Regions from separate parts of the Mus musculus genome. Here region 1 is linked to region 2. A link is a contact called in public HiChIP or PLAC-seq data. All regions are on one chromosome and are shown on one strand. The core of a region is the stretch at or near the end of the contact, and the rest is flanking DNA. Distances in the headings are between cores, read along the strand shown.

Region 1 (6,626 bases), core at 3,810-6,309, 240 kb after region 2:
CTGCTGGGTCAGGTGGAAAGGCAGCCTGAACACCCACGAGGAAGGCCAGCAAAGGCAGCAACATCAGCGCGTTGAAGGCCAACAGGGTCTTGAGGAAGAGGAAGTAGGAGAGGACGCTGGAGCCAAACTGGCCACCGATCTGCTTCAGAGCATAGCGCCACGGCCTGGCAGCATACAGGCCTGAGAGCAGTGCCAGCCCCAGGCTATGAAGAGCCTGGAGGAACAGACGGAGGACAGCCCTGAGGGCTGGGATACCAGGACAGGTCTCACTTGTTCGCGAGCACACACATACACACACACACACACACACACACACACACACACACACACACACACACGCATGCACAGCCCCAGGTGTCCTCAACCCCAGCCACCCACATCCACAGCAGGGTGACCTCACAGCTCAGGGCTCACACCATACCAGCATGCAGGTGTATCTGAGCCGGCTACAGCAGGAGAAGGCCCCGCTTCGACCCTGCAGGTGCCGCCGCTTTCCCTTTGGGCTCCAACTTTTCTCTCTGGGGACAGAGACAATGCCTAGACCATAAATGCCTAAACCACAGAGGGAGGCTCAGGCAGGCCAGCAGAGGCCATGGGGCACTCACCGAAGACAGCGCTTCTCACCCAGACTCAAGGGCATGTTCCGCACCATGTGGTCCCTCTGGGCCGCCGACAGACCTTGAAGCTCCTTTACTAGCAGGCTCCGCTTCTCTGCCCAGAGGAAAAAGATCCCTCAGTGCCCAGCATCCTTCCTGCTGCATATTGACCAGGGCCCTGGACAGCTTGCAGCCCAACACAAGCCCCTGAGACCACCCAGATGGCTGCCCTCTGACGCAGGCAACAGTCCAGACCATCCTCTCCCTCAATCGTCTACCTCTCAGGAGCCCATTCTCCTGTCTCCACCACAACCCGACAGACATCCTTGATCCAGGCCTAGGGAGCCCAGTGTTTCCCAGCAGTGAATGATCTCCTCCTGGTGGAGTGGAGGGGGTGGGCTGCCACCCACCCACACCCTGCTTCTCAGGTACCCTGAGTCTCAACATAAAGACTTTCAGGGGCCAGTGGTATTCTCCCCCAGTGGTATTCTCAGGGACCCCAAGAAGTCCCAAGCCTGTCAGGATAGATGTACAAAGCGGCAAGGGAATGGGCAGGGGTCAGAATTGCCTCCTCATGGCTACTGTGATGTTATTAGTGACAACTTGACAGACTTTAGAGTCACCGGAAGATGGGTCCCTGGGCATGCCCGTGAGGGGTTATGGTGATGATTTTAATCAGTGTGGGAAGACCCGCCATAACGCTGGACAGGGAATTGTTTGTTTGTTTGTTTGTTTGTTTGTTTGTTTTTTGAGACAGGGTTTTTCTGTGAGGCCTGGCTGTCCTGGAACTCAGTTTGTAGACCAGGCTGGCCTCGAACTCAGAGATCCGCCTGCCTCTGCCTCCCAAGTGCTGGGATTAAAGGCATGCGCCACCATGCCCGGCTTGAACAGGGGATCCTGCATGATATAAAGTGGAGGTGAGCTGCGCCCCAGTGTTCCTTCATTCACGACAACTGGACTCATGCTCAGCTGCTCAAAGCCCCTGTCACCCTGACAACCTGACACACTGGGCTGTAGTCTGAACGTGAGCCAGAGTAAAACCCTGTGTCTCGTATGCTGCTTTGGGCAGAGTACTATACCACAGCAACAGGAAGAAGAGTTTACCACACTTCCGGCCCCACAATATAATGAGATGCAGCCCTCATCTTTATATCCAGCCCATGGAGGGAATTTTGTAACTCCAACTTTATAGATAAGTCATCTACCCCTCACAGGCATGGCCAGGGACCCATCTTCTGGCAAAAGGACCAGAGTTCAGAGCCAACCTGAGCAGGCCTGGACCCTGTCTTCAGTCACCAAGAGCCTGAAGACATAGACCAACAGTAGAGTGTTTGCCTAATGCTCACAGTTCACACCCACAGAAAGGGAAGACGAGGGGAGGAAAGGAGAAAGAAGCCAGGGAGAGCAGGCCCTCTGGAAGGTGGGACATGGCCTCGGCCAGGCGACAAAGTAAATAGAGCCCACGACACTGCAAGCCACTCAGCTCCCATTGTCAGTAGCCGCGCGCGGGCTTGCCTCTGTCCCCCAAGCCTCTCCACGTTGGCTCTGAACGAAACCAGGTTTGTTCCAGCCTGTGGGCCTTGGCACCTGCCTCCTCCACTCCAGTTAACTCCTCCAGGAAGCCTCCCAGGAGCCCCGGGCTGGGCTGCTCCCAGCTCGCCCTCCTGGAGTCCTCTCCAGTTGCGCTTGTGTCTGAGCTTCAGGCTCCTGCTCACCCGTTTATTCAGCTCCTATTTGTCTCACCCAGCAAGAAGTAAGCTAAGAGCTATTACTGGAGCTACTGACCACCACTGCCTGCTGGAAGGCTCCCCTGCACTCAGTGATAGATTTGGTGGTAATGGTGAGTGGGGTTTAAATACCAGCCCTGGAAAAGACCTCGGCCGCTAGTCTGGTATGCAAAAAGCAGCCCTTGGGGCCACTAGTCTGGTATGCCCTTGGCAGCAGTAGAAAGAGACTTGCTGACCCTGTTGTGTTCTAGCTCCTGCCCAGCCAGCTGGCTGGGTTACTCAACTCACCATCCTCCTCCAAGATTGTGGAGTCCAGCTCCAGGTCATACAGGCGAAGGCTGGGCCGGGCAGAGGGCACCACATTGCCCAGCAAGGGCCGGCTGCTCCTGCGCCGAAGCCTCACTGTGCGGTTGTAGTATTGGGAGATGATGGCCCCACGGCTGCGACCTTGGAAATCCGGTGGCAGGGTATTAGAGAGGAGGAAGGGGACTAGCCTCATGCCCTTCTGAAAAGTTCTCAGCACCAGGACTGAGGGAAAACCCTTTACCAGAAACCCAAGAGCCTATCCTATCTTCCCTCCCTCCCCCAGCTGTAGCAAGTGGTCATGTTTAGAGTCCAATAATGACCCAGGACTATGCTGAGCTTCAGGCTCCAGCAACAGGAAAGCTGGGAGCCCAGAAGAACTGACTCTGGGTTCACAGACCCCAGCTGGGGTGAAGGCCAGCACAAGGACAAAGGACCCGGCTCACCAATGGTACGGCTGGGCATGCTGGCCAGGATGCGGAGAGTGGCCGAGCTAAGGGCAGGAGCACCTTCAAGTCCTGGGAGGGTCTGGTCACCTCTGCCTAGGGATGAAAAGACGCTGTGGTTCAGCTGTTCTACCTAGCCCACCCCACCCAATCCACTCTTGTAACAAACGACAGCAGATATTCCCAGGTCCTCCACCACACCTGGTCAGAGGGCAGGCCTGGGCTTACCTAGACCCAAGGGCAGTAGCTCCAGCCCCTCCTCCGCCACCCGAAGGCTTTGCTCTTGAATGAGCTGGTGGAAGGAGTCATGGACTTCACTTTCTTCATAGGGGCTGGGCTCCAGGCTACGAGGGAGGAGTGAGTGTGGGAATCCAAACTCAGGCCCGCCCACTTGCAGAATGATTTGCACCAAGGGGTAACACAAATACATTGCAGGCCACCGGCACCAGGGCACTTACCCTTCGTCTCCCGTGGTCTCCGGGACATCGAGGGCTAAAGCCAGTGACTGAGCCATGGCTGTGCTATACCCTGCAGACCTAGGGGAGCTCAGAGACTGGACGCAGCCTGTGGAACCCCATACAGCCCATCTGTTGAGACAAAACCAGCTTTCAATGCTTGGGGGCCATACTTTAGGCACAGACACACATTACAGGAATCCCCACCCTGTACCCCATCCACAGCTAAATTCACAGTTAAAACAAGTGGGCCCAAACATTCCCACCATGACCGGCTGTGGGGGAGTGACGAAAACAGGAAGGAAGGGTGAGGCCGCGGCTCCTCCATTGGTTTCCTAGATGTTGCTAGTACTGGGGGAAAAAGGAGAGGCCTGTAAACACTACCCGTTTCTGGTCTGTTCCCAGGCGAGGGCCCTAGAGCTTCATCATTTTTAGAGCAGCGGCTGAAAGGCTCCGAGGACTTCCCTGTGCCCGCCCTATGACCCCAATGTGCTTTCACCAGCAGGAAGTGCGACCAGGCAGCCGCAAAGTCCTGCCCCCAGCACCGGAGGCAGCGTCCACACACTGGACTCCTCGCGTCCTCCGGAGGCTGACTCCCTACATTCCCAACTCAGCTGAAGGCTGGAGAGAGAAGCTGAGCTGACACAAGCACCCTTTGTCCAGCTCTGTCACCGGGCACAGTTACAACCAGATCGTTGTTAGGGGCTTATTGTTCTCCTGGCCCAGGGCCCTGAGGGAAAGCGCGACGGAAAGAGCAGTCAATCACTTGACTCCTGCAAGATCGCCCTCCAGAAGGCAAGCCCCCGCCCCGCCATGTCCGCCGGTCCTCCCTGCCTTCGCCTAGGGAAGTTTTCTGGAGCTCCCCCGACGGCCAAGAGCCCCACGCAACCCGGACTGGCACCCGGCACGCCCCCGCCTGCGCTGCAGTGGAGCACTGCAGGGAGAGGCCAGGCTGGAGCCGGCGGGAGGTGGCACCGCCCGGGTGGAAAGCAGCCAGGAGAGGTGGTGCCCTTTTAGTTCCAGGGTCCTTTCCCTGGCCACAGTACTTCTCAGGCTCAAGGCCCCGGGCGGGCCCACACCTCTTCTCCTCAGTAGTCTGGGTGCTCCGGAGGCTACGGGCCGGGGCTCCGGATCTGCCTGGGTTCCTGATCTTCAGGTCCTCCTGGGACCAGCCAGGTGTGCGCTGTTCCGGGGCGCACCATCCTGCACCCTGAGCCAGATGGGGAGAGGCCGGGAGCGGCAGTTTCCAGAAACCCGCACCCAAGCTGTCAACTACCTGGCGATAGCAACCGCCCCTACACCGCAGTTGCGCCCCAGCACCAGGGTCCCAGCGCCCCTCTGGGTAGAGGAGCCCCATTCTCCCCAGATTGGCTCACCTGTGCGCGCACCCGCCGCGGGGAACCGAGGTCTCAGCCCCACCAGCAGGAGAATCAGCACACAGTAATTAAGGGTACATAGTTTTGATGGTTTCCAGACTGGCAGCTGGAGGTAGCCTCACCGCCCGCCCACGTGGCACCGGGCCCCAAAGGTCACGTGACTCGTTCCTGCCTACCGGTAGGACCCGCCCATCCAAAACAGTGCCCTGTGCAAGCCAGCCTCAGACTCCACCCCAGCACTCCACCCTCAAGTCTGAGTAAAGTAGGCGTGTCCCACCCACTATTTGGATGTATACAACCCCTAGGTGGAGTCACTAATATTCCTCTTGAGTTTCTAAAGAGGGACGGCATTTCCACGTCCCGGGGTCACTTACCAGTCCCTAGCCTTCCCACGCGGGATTGAGTAATCGCCTCCTCCCAGCCTGGTTAACTGTTCTTTATCAGAGGCTGAGCAAACGAGTTACTGCCCGCTCCGCCCTGGGCGTGGTGTCTGTTTCTAAAGCTAGGGTTAAACTGCTTCCTGCTGTGCCAAGACAGTCAAAGACCTTTCTATTTCACAGATGAGGAAATTGAACCCGAGAAAGTGTCACCAGCCTCCAGGTGTCACCAGCTGGAGCAAGGAACCTGGCCACCAAGATGCTCCATAGAACCGCTTCCCCCAAGTTACAGACAGGGTGACCGGTGACCGTGAGAAGTAGAAGGGAAAAACAAGTCCCCTCCTACACACGAAGGTTAACAGACCCCAGGAAACGTGTGGGATACCGGAAGGAGATGAAGCCTGAGGGGGGAGGGCGACGCTTCTTCGCAGCTGTCTCTCCGTGCCTGGGTGGGTTTACCAAGCGGCGCCTTGGCACCGGAAGTCTTGGTCTGCAGACCCAGCCCTCCTCAGCCCCTAGTTGACTCCTTGCTCTTACTCTGAATTTTGCACGACTTTGGCCCAATTTGAAAGCCATTTCCTGGGGCGCCTTCCTGTGTGAACTTGTTGGGAGTACAGAGCCTGTGGGCAGGGACACAGGCGGAGACTCAGAATCCAGAGCTGAGACAACAAGGTTTTAAAAGAGGTGAACAGGGAGGAAAGGCTAGGGCTCCCAGAACTGGGAACTGGCCAAGATGACTCCTAAAGGTCTAGTCAGTGGATGACGAGTGACGTGCTTGAAGAAGCTGCTTCCTCAGCTCTTAGGTTGGGCTTGGTGCCAGAGCCTGGCCAGGGCATAGCAACAGGGAGGGCAGTGCCTGCCCTTAAGGCGGTCAGTTCAAAAATAACCTGCCAGCCAGTCATAGTGACACAGGCCTTTCTTTAATCCCAGCCTTGGGCAAGTGTCTCTGTGAGTTCAAGGCCAGCCTGCTCTACATGATGAATTCCAAGACAATCAGAGTTACACAGTGAGACCCTGTCTTGAAATAGAACAAAAAGCAAAGAACAAAGCGCCAGGGATCCGGAGAGGCAGCAGCTCCAGTGCTGAGACCATCCACCCATCACTAGCCTGCTCTCTGGGGCGACTGCGGACCGCAGATAAGGGTCCCCGCACCAGGACACGCCTAAGGGCTGGCGGCCAGGAAGGGGGCTTGCAGGAGTGGGAGCACAGAAAAGCAGGTCGGCCTGGTGCCACCCGCGCCTCTCACCTGTGCCCGTGACCCTCCAGGTCGGGAAGTGCACGCAGAGGCAGAGGAAACTGTGAGGAAGGAAGGCGGGAGTGGGTGGAGGGGAGGAGACGCGGTGGGC
Region 2 (6,268 bases), core at 485-2,984:
ACACTGCCCACTGCAGATACCTCCGTGAGGGATACGAGGCAGCCCGGGCTGTCTTCAGGCATTGTGCCCAGTGTGGAGGCTTAGGAAGGCGTTTTCAGATGGAGGCAGGAACTGGGCCGACACCCTGTGCTTGGAAGAGGTGGGAAGTGGGTGCCACTGTGTTAAAGGGTTTTAAAGCTAAGCACATGGAACAGGGGAGGACATGCCAGACCTGTGTGGCTCCGAGGTGGGTGGAGGGTGGGAGGGCTCACTGTGGCTGGTGCTTGGTAAAGTTCGAGACAGGCTGGAGAGATGGGGTTAAGGAAGGCAGGAGGCACCCTGGCCACCACACTCTGCTTGTTCTCCATAAGCAGTGGGAGCTACAGGACTCTGAATAGGGAATGAGCCACACTTAACTTCTCTACAAATTGATCTGGCAGACAGAGAGACAGGGTGTAAAATGGCTAACACCAAAGGGACAGTTGGCAGCCTGAACTAGGAGGACACTGAAAGAGTGTGTGAGATGTGCTCATTGACACATCAGACATGGGGATCTGGGAAGAGCCAGCACTCTGTCCTCCACGTGGTAGCTTCAATAGCCACAGCTGGGTCTCTGTGGATCCTGGAGACAGAGCTTCTGTCAATGAGATTAACACATCTCTGGACCAGGGCAGCCCTTCAGTATCCAAGTTCCCACTGACCTCTAGCTGGCTGTCAGGACAGCCCAGGGCAGCAAAGGGAAGCCACTGCTGACTGAGACGGCAGGTCAACCCCAGCTAACTGGCTAAATAAAGCCAGAGTGGTAATAATGATTAAATTGAAGCACCTCATTAATTTCACGGGAGAGGTGGGCAAACACAAGGTGACACGTTCCCCCCAAGACTCATTGTTTGCCTGGCCCCAAGACGTCCCCACGTGATGTCTGGTTAAGTCTAATTTAAGTACGTATATTTAATGGCTCAGTAAGTAAAATTGTGGTTATTGTTTGGAGTGGTTTGTACAATAATTTATGGGCTTGGCTGGCTCATTGATGGGTGTCTATGATGAAGTGGGTGGCAGCTGTGAAGAGGGCTTCTGAGCAGCTTGGGGAAGGAGGGAAGACTGATTCAACCCCAGTGTGCAGACCAGCGAGAGAAGACTGCCCCCAACCTGGAGACACCAGGGCCTCGTGTGTGGCCTTGGACATCCCAGAAGACCCAGAGGGTCTTAGCTCTCAATAACCACAACCTGTCCTGAGTGAGCCAGGGGAGCCAGAGTGCTGGCCTACTATGTGTGAGACCCTGGGCTCAATCCCCAGCATCCTGGTAGCTCATCCCTATAATCCCAGAACCCAGGAGGGGCAAATAGAAGGATCAGAAGTTCTAAGTCCTCTTTGGTTACAGAGTAAATTTTAGGTTAGAGACCCTGCATCATAAAGAAGGAAGTGGGGAGGAAGAGGGCCAGGGGAAGGAAGGGGGAAGGAAGGGGGAGGGGAGGGGAAGAGGAGGGGGCAAGGAGAGGGAAAGAAGGAGGGAGAGGGGACAAAGAGAGGGGAGAGGAAGGGGAGGGACCAGGGAGAGGGAAAGGGGGAAGGAGCGGAGAGGGGAGGGGGAGGGGACAGGGAGGGAGGAAGGGGAAGAGGGGAGGAGGAGGAGGAGGAGCCTCTGGGATGGAGCATCATAAGCAGGCACAATTCCAGGTACTTTCCATGCACTTGTGCCTGTAGCCAGCATGATTCATCCCCACCAGCTCTGACCAGCTCTGCACTCTGCCTTGCCCTTCCAGCAGTTTCCTAGTCTCCAGCACAATCCCTGCCCTGAACACTTTTCCTGAGAGAGTCTGAGAGAGCACGGCCAACCAGTTCTGATCCAGGACCCTGGATCAGAGGTGGGCCCTGGGGTCTGTGGAGGAGGATGACGGATATCTAGTTCATCCACCTCACAAGGATGAGGCTGAAAGTGGGGTAGAAAGAGAAGCATTGTTGGCTGCCCTTGGGCTAATGCTGTCTTGGCCAATAGTGATCTGAGTCCTGGGGCTTCCTGCAGACCAAAAGAGGTGGAGTCTGATGCTGATGGGGTGGAGTCTGATGCTGATGGGGTGGAGTCTGATGCTGATGGGGTGGAGTCTGATGCTGATGGGGTGGAGTCTGATGCTGATGGGGTGATCCCTTCCAGCCTCCATGTCTAGAAGGAGCTGCTAAGGACCCCACTGAGCCCCTCCTCGGTCTGAGTCTGGCTCAGTAATACACCATTTCCATCCCTACCCTTCTCCCCACCCCTCCCCTTCCAGTGATTGTCCCTAAGAGGGTAGCTCTAAATAAGCGTGGCTACCTCTCCATTATCCACGGTGGAAGAAGCACTTTGTAGATAATCTAAAGCTATTTCCCGCTTCCAGACCAGCATTGCTGTGCCCACAAAATCCTCCCTGCTCCCCCATCCAAACGGGGACACCCGAAGGAGATGCCGGCTTGTCTGCAACTTGGCCTCAGAAAAAAATGCATTTTGCATAGCTAAGCTCAATCAGGATTCTCTGCAAAGGCCTGTGGCTGACAGTAGATGGGGCTTGGAGCGCCAATGCATCCCCTATGCCCAAAGACTGCCTAAATCACCGTTTCAATGTTGTCTCCTGTGTCTCTGTCAAGCAATCCTGCCCCTGAGAGCTCCCCCAGAGCTCTTCATTCAAAGGATAGAGGGGATATACACACACACACACACACACACACACACAGGTCCTTCTGCTAGCCACCCCTTTTTCCTGTCTCTGTCCAGTGCCGCATGACTGGCAGCATCCTCTTGGCAGCACCCTGGATCAAAACCTAGGCAAAAGTCTCGATGCCCGTGGTGGTGCATATCTATAATCCTAGAGGTAAGGTAGGAGAATCGGAAGTTCAAGGCCATCCTCAGCTACGTGATGAGGCTAGCCTGGGCTGAAGGAGACCTTGTTTCCAAACAGAAATACAACTAATAAAAGGTAAAGGGTTAAAGATCAACTTTGAAAGGGCCACTCTTGCCACAGCCTTCTGAGCCAGAACCGAGGCTGACAAGGACTGGTATGGGCGAGGGAAGAGGATTCAAGAGAGTGCTGCAGGTGGGAATGTGAGACACAGCAGCTGAGCAAAGATAGAATAGAAAAGGATGGGGCTGGAGAGATGGCTCCACAGGTAAAGGAGCTTGCGGCCAAGCCTGTGGACCTGAGTTCAAGCCCCAGGATCTATGTGGTAGGAAGAGAGAACCAACCAACTCCTAAAATGTGTGTCTGTCTTATCTCCATGGTACATGTGCTCGCTCTCTCTCTCTCATAAACACACACACACACACACACACACATGTATATGCATGCTCACAAGAAAGTAAATAAACATGAGAACTGAAAATTTAAAAAAGCAGGGAACTCTATGTCACGTATGTTTTAGCACAATTAAAAAGTATAGCTCCCACCCCGGCCCTAGAAGAGAGAATCAACATTGGGATTATAAATGTTTACCGCCATAATTCAAGAAGGCCAGTGAAGACACATGTGAATAGTCGGACTCTTTTTCAGGCCCTCTATGGAGCCCTGGTTGGGGGAAGCCAAACTGCTACTAATAAAATAATAATATTAAACAGCTGTGGGAATAAGATCATCTCTCAGGCTCACACGTGGATAACCGAGAGTTAACTCTTAATAAAATAATAAAACGTAGGAGCTGTGGGAATACAGAGTCCCTCCGAAGACAACTGCCAGAGACCATATCCATAAAGTAATCACTCCCTTTTTTATTCCCTCATTTTACTGAACAAGACATAACTGTAGCCAGGCTGTTCCTGAATTTCTAGGGGGAAGGTAACTGTCAATCAAGATGAAGCATGTGACCATTTGTGGGTGTCCCAGCCTGACAAGCGGGTCCATATGGTCTGTGAGTGAGAGTGGGGAGGGGCAATTCACCACTGTCACTAGCCGGGCATCCATCCCGGCTGAGACCGTGAGGACCAGACTTCCACAGACAGAGCCCCTGGGTCACCCTCTCCTCCAATTCTAGACATTCAATGCACTGGGGATCCTGGAAGGGTCCTATGGCTGGAGAAAGCCCTGAGAGATGGTCACAGCAGGTGACCAGAGCCCAGGAAGGGAACTGAGTTCTGTCAGTTCTTGCATATTCTTAAAGCCACTACAACCATAAACCTCCCATCTATACAAGGATGCTTAGGCCAATGCCAAAGTGGGTGTTAAGCTGCCTTCTGCTTATATTGTATGTACATAGCTGTTTTATGTGTACATGTGCCTATGTACCATGTGTGTGCCTGTTGCTCTCAGAGACTAGGAAAGGCTATTGGATCCCCTAGAACTGTAGTTACAGATGGCGTGAGTCAAGACCACTGAACTCTCCAGTCTCCGCCTTTTTTTTTTTTAAGTAGCCCAGGCTGTCCTCAACCTCTTATGTAGCTGAAGATGACCTCTGACTGATGATCCATCCTCCTGCTTTGACCTCCTCTGAGTGCTGGGCTTTGTGGGGGTGACACAATCATCCTTCCAACTGAGTCACATGTTTATCTCTGAGGGTCTTCTGGAAACAGGAGATAAGAGATGCCCTTGAAGCCGGGCGTGGTGGTGCATGCCTTTAATCCCATCACTCGGGAGGCAGAGGCAGGTGGATCTCTGAGTTCAAGGCCAGCCTGGTCTACAAAGTGAATTCCAGGACAGCCAGGGCTATACAGAGAAACTCTGTCTTGAAAAAACCAAAAAAAAAAAAAAAACCAAAAAAAAAAAAAAAGAGATGCCCTTGAGCTGCGACCTAGATAGGGCTTGAGGGCTCTCTAACCCACCTTGTACCAGAAGGGCAGCATCTGTGGATTCTTTTAACTGCTGCCTCTGAAACCAAGGCAGCTTCGTAGGCAGCACCCAATCCCCCACCCAACGCAAACACCATCCACAAGCAGGAAACTGGAGGTCCTTGTAGCCCAGGAAACTATCAGGCCCTTGTAGCCCAGCCGCAGAAGACCCTGGAATTAGAAAGTCCTTAGTGGGCCGGCAACATGGATAAAAGGCACTTGCAGCCAAGCCTGACAACCTGAGTCTCATCTGTGTGACCCACGTAGTGGGAGGAGAAAATCGACTCCCGAAAATTGTCTTTGACCTCCACATGTGACCAGGTATCTGTGTCATCACATACATACATACATTCATACATACATACATACAAACAATAAATCAATTGAATTGTACTCAAGTTTTAAAAGGTAAAAATCCTTGAAGCAGTCTGCCCTTCCTGTTTCGCACCCGGGTCTCCCTCAAGGGAACCCACCCTGGTGCCTGGTGCTGATCCCTCCCCTCCCCAGTCAGCACGCAGCAGCTCTGCCTCCTCCTCTTTTGGAGCCGGGCAGCTGCAGACAGATGCACATGCATGGACACACATGCACATGCATGGACACACATGTACAGGGGTGCTGTTTTAAATAATCTCCCTCTGGGTGGTCTGCCAAGCACACAGTGTGGGTCACCAACTGTGGACAGCGGCCTCTCTGCCTCACACTCCCTCCCCCTTGTCCATTGAGTTGATGCCATTCATCCCTTCAGGGAATCTGGAGCCTGGGGTGCTTGAGAAATTTCTGAGGATAACAAGAGAGGAGGGAGTGAAAACCCAACACACTCATGCATACACGTACCCAATCTCTCTCTCTCTCTCTCTCTCTCTCTCTCTGTCTCACACACACACACACACACACACACACACACACACGAACACAGACATGCTCACACATGCTCATGCCTACCCTTCTCTCAGAGAGCCCTCTCCCTGCACCTGCATCTCACTTCCTTCAGAACTGATGGCTTCGCCCTCTTCCACGGCCGTGTCTGAAGCCCTCCTTTGTTTCTTCCTCCCTGTGTCCTGAGGATGTCCCTTCTGCTTTATTGTCAATACTCCTCTGAAGCATCTTCCTCACCACTTTGGAGGGTGACCTGACCCCTCTTTGTGGCAGTAGATCCATTAGTAGAAAGGAGAGAAAGGGACGGGTGGGCACAGAGGGCAAGGGAGTGGGCACCAGAATCTGGAGAGTTGGTATCTATTCCTCTCAACCCTCCCCTATTGCTGCCCAGACCCTGAGCGTCAAAGCCTCAGCTAATCAGACTTCTCAAATGTACACCTGAGCCCTCCTAACCTCTAGCCCAAATCACCTCTAAAACAATGTGACCCGCAGCAGCCACCTCCAATCTCCCCACCTTCCCTCCACTCTGGGAACAGCCCCTCTCCTTCCCAAATCAGCCTCCCTGAGGGCAAGGGCATAGCCAGGCTGGGCAAGAGATTGAGCCTAGCTCTCCCTCCTCTCCCCTC

Evidence for each region. HiChIP or PLAC-seq counts read pairs in DNA pulled down with a chosen protein or histone mark.
Region 1: a FOXA1 HiChIP or PLAC-seq map of pancreatic cancer cells shows a contact between it and region 2. The contact joins the promoter of Tmc6 here to the enhancer-like site in region 2. A contact is called at or near these places in 5 of 484 Hi-C or Micro-C datasets (the N1E-115 cell line, cerebellum and embryonic stem cells), 2 of 115 datasets of contacts at active chromatin or transcription factors (embryonic stem cells and pancreatic cancer cells) and 1 of 9 other capture datasets (adipose tissue).

The regions. Positions count from the first base shown.
Region 1 is chr11:117,775,633-117,782,258 of GRCm38.p6, forward strand. It overlaps Tmc6 (transmembrane channel-like gene family 6), which reads right to left and starts at 5,060. Exons shown (of 20, transcript NM_145439.3): 1 at 4,904-5,060; 2 at 3,531-3,659; 3 at 3,301-3,416; 4 at 3,073-3,168; 5 at 2,612-2,770; 6 at 606-711; 7 at 422-518; 8 at 1-214. The coding sequence starts at 3,586. It also overlaps a transcript of Tmc8 not described here.
Region 2 is chr11:117,535,082-117,541,349 of GRCm38.p6, forward strand. No RefSeq gene overlaps it. Among named protein-coding and RNA genes, the nearest start is that of Gm11734, 15 kb to the left of the region's middle. Within about 2 kb of position 1,735, at least 109 of the 459 cell types and tissues checked have an H3K27ac peak or open chromatin away from gene starts, as enhancers often do. A contact at or near this core is called in the N1E-115 cell line, adipose tissue and pancreatic cancer cells, where this site is marked.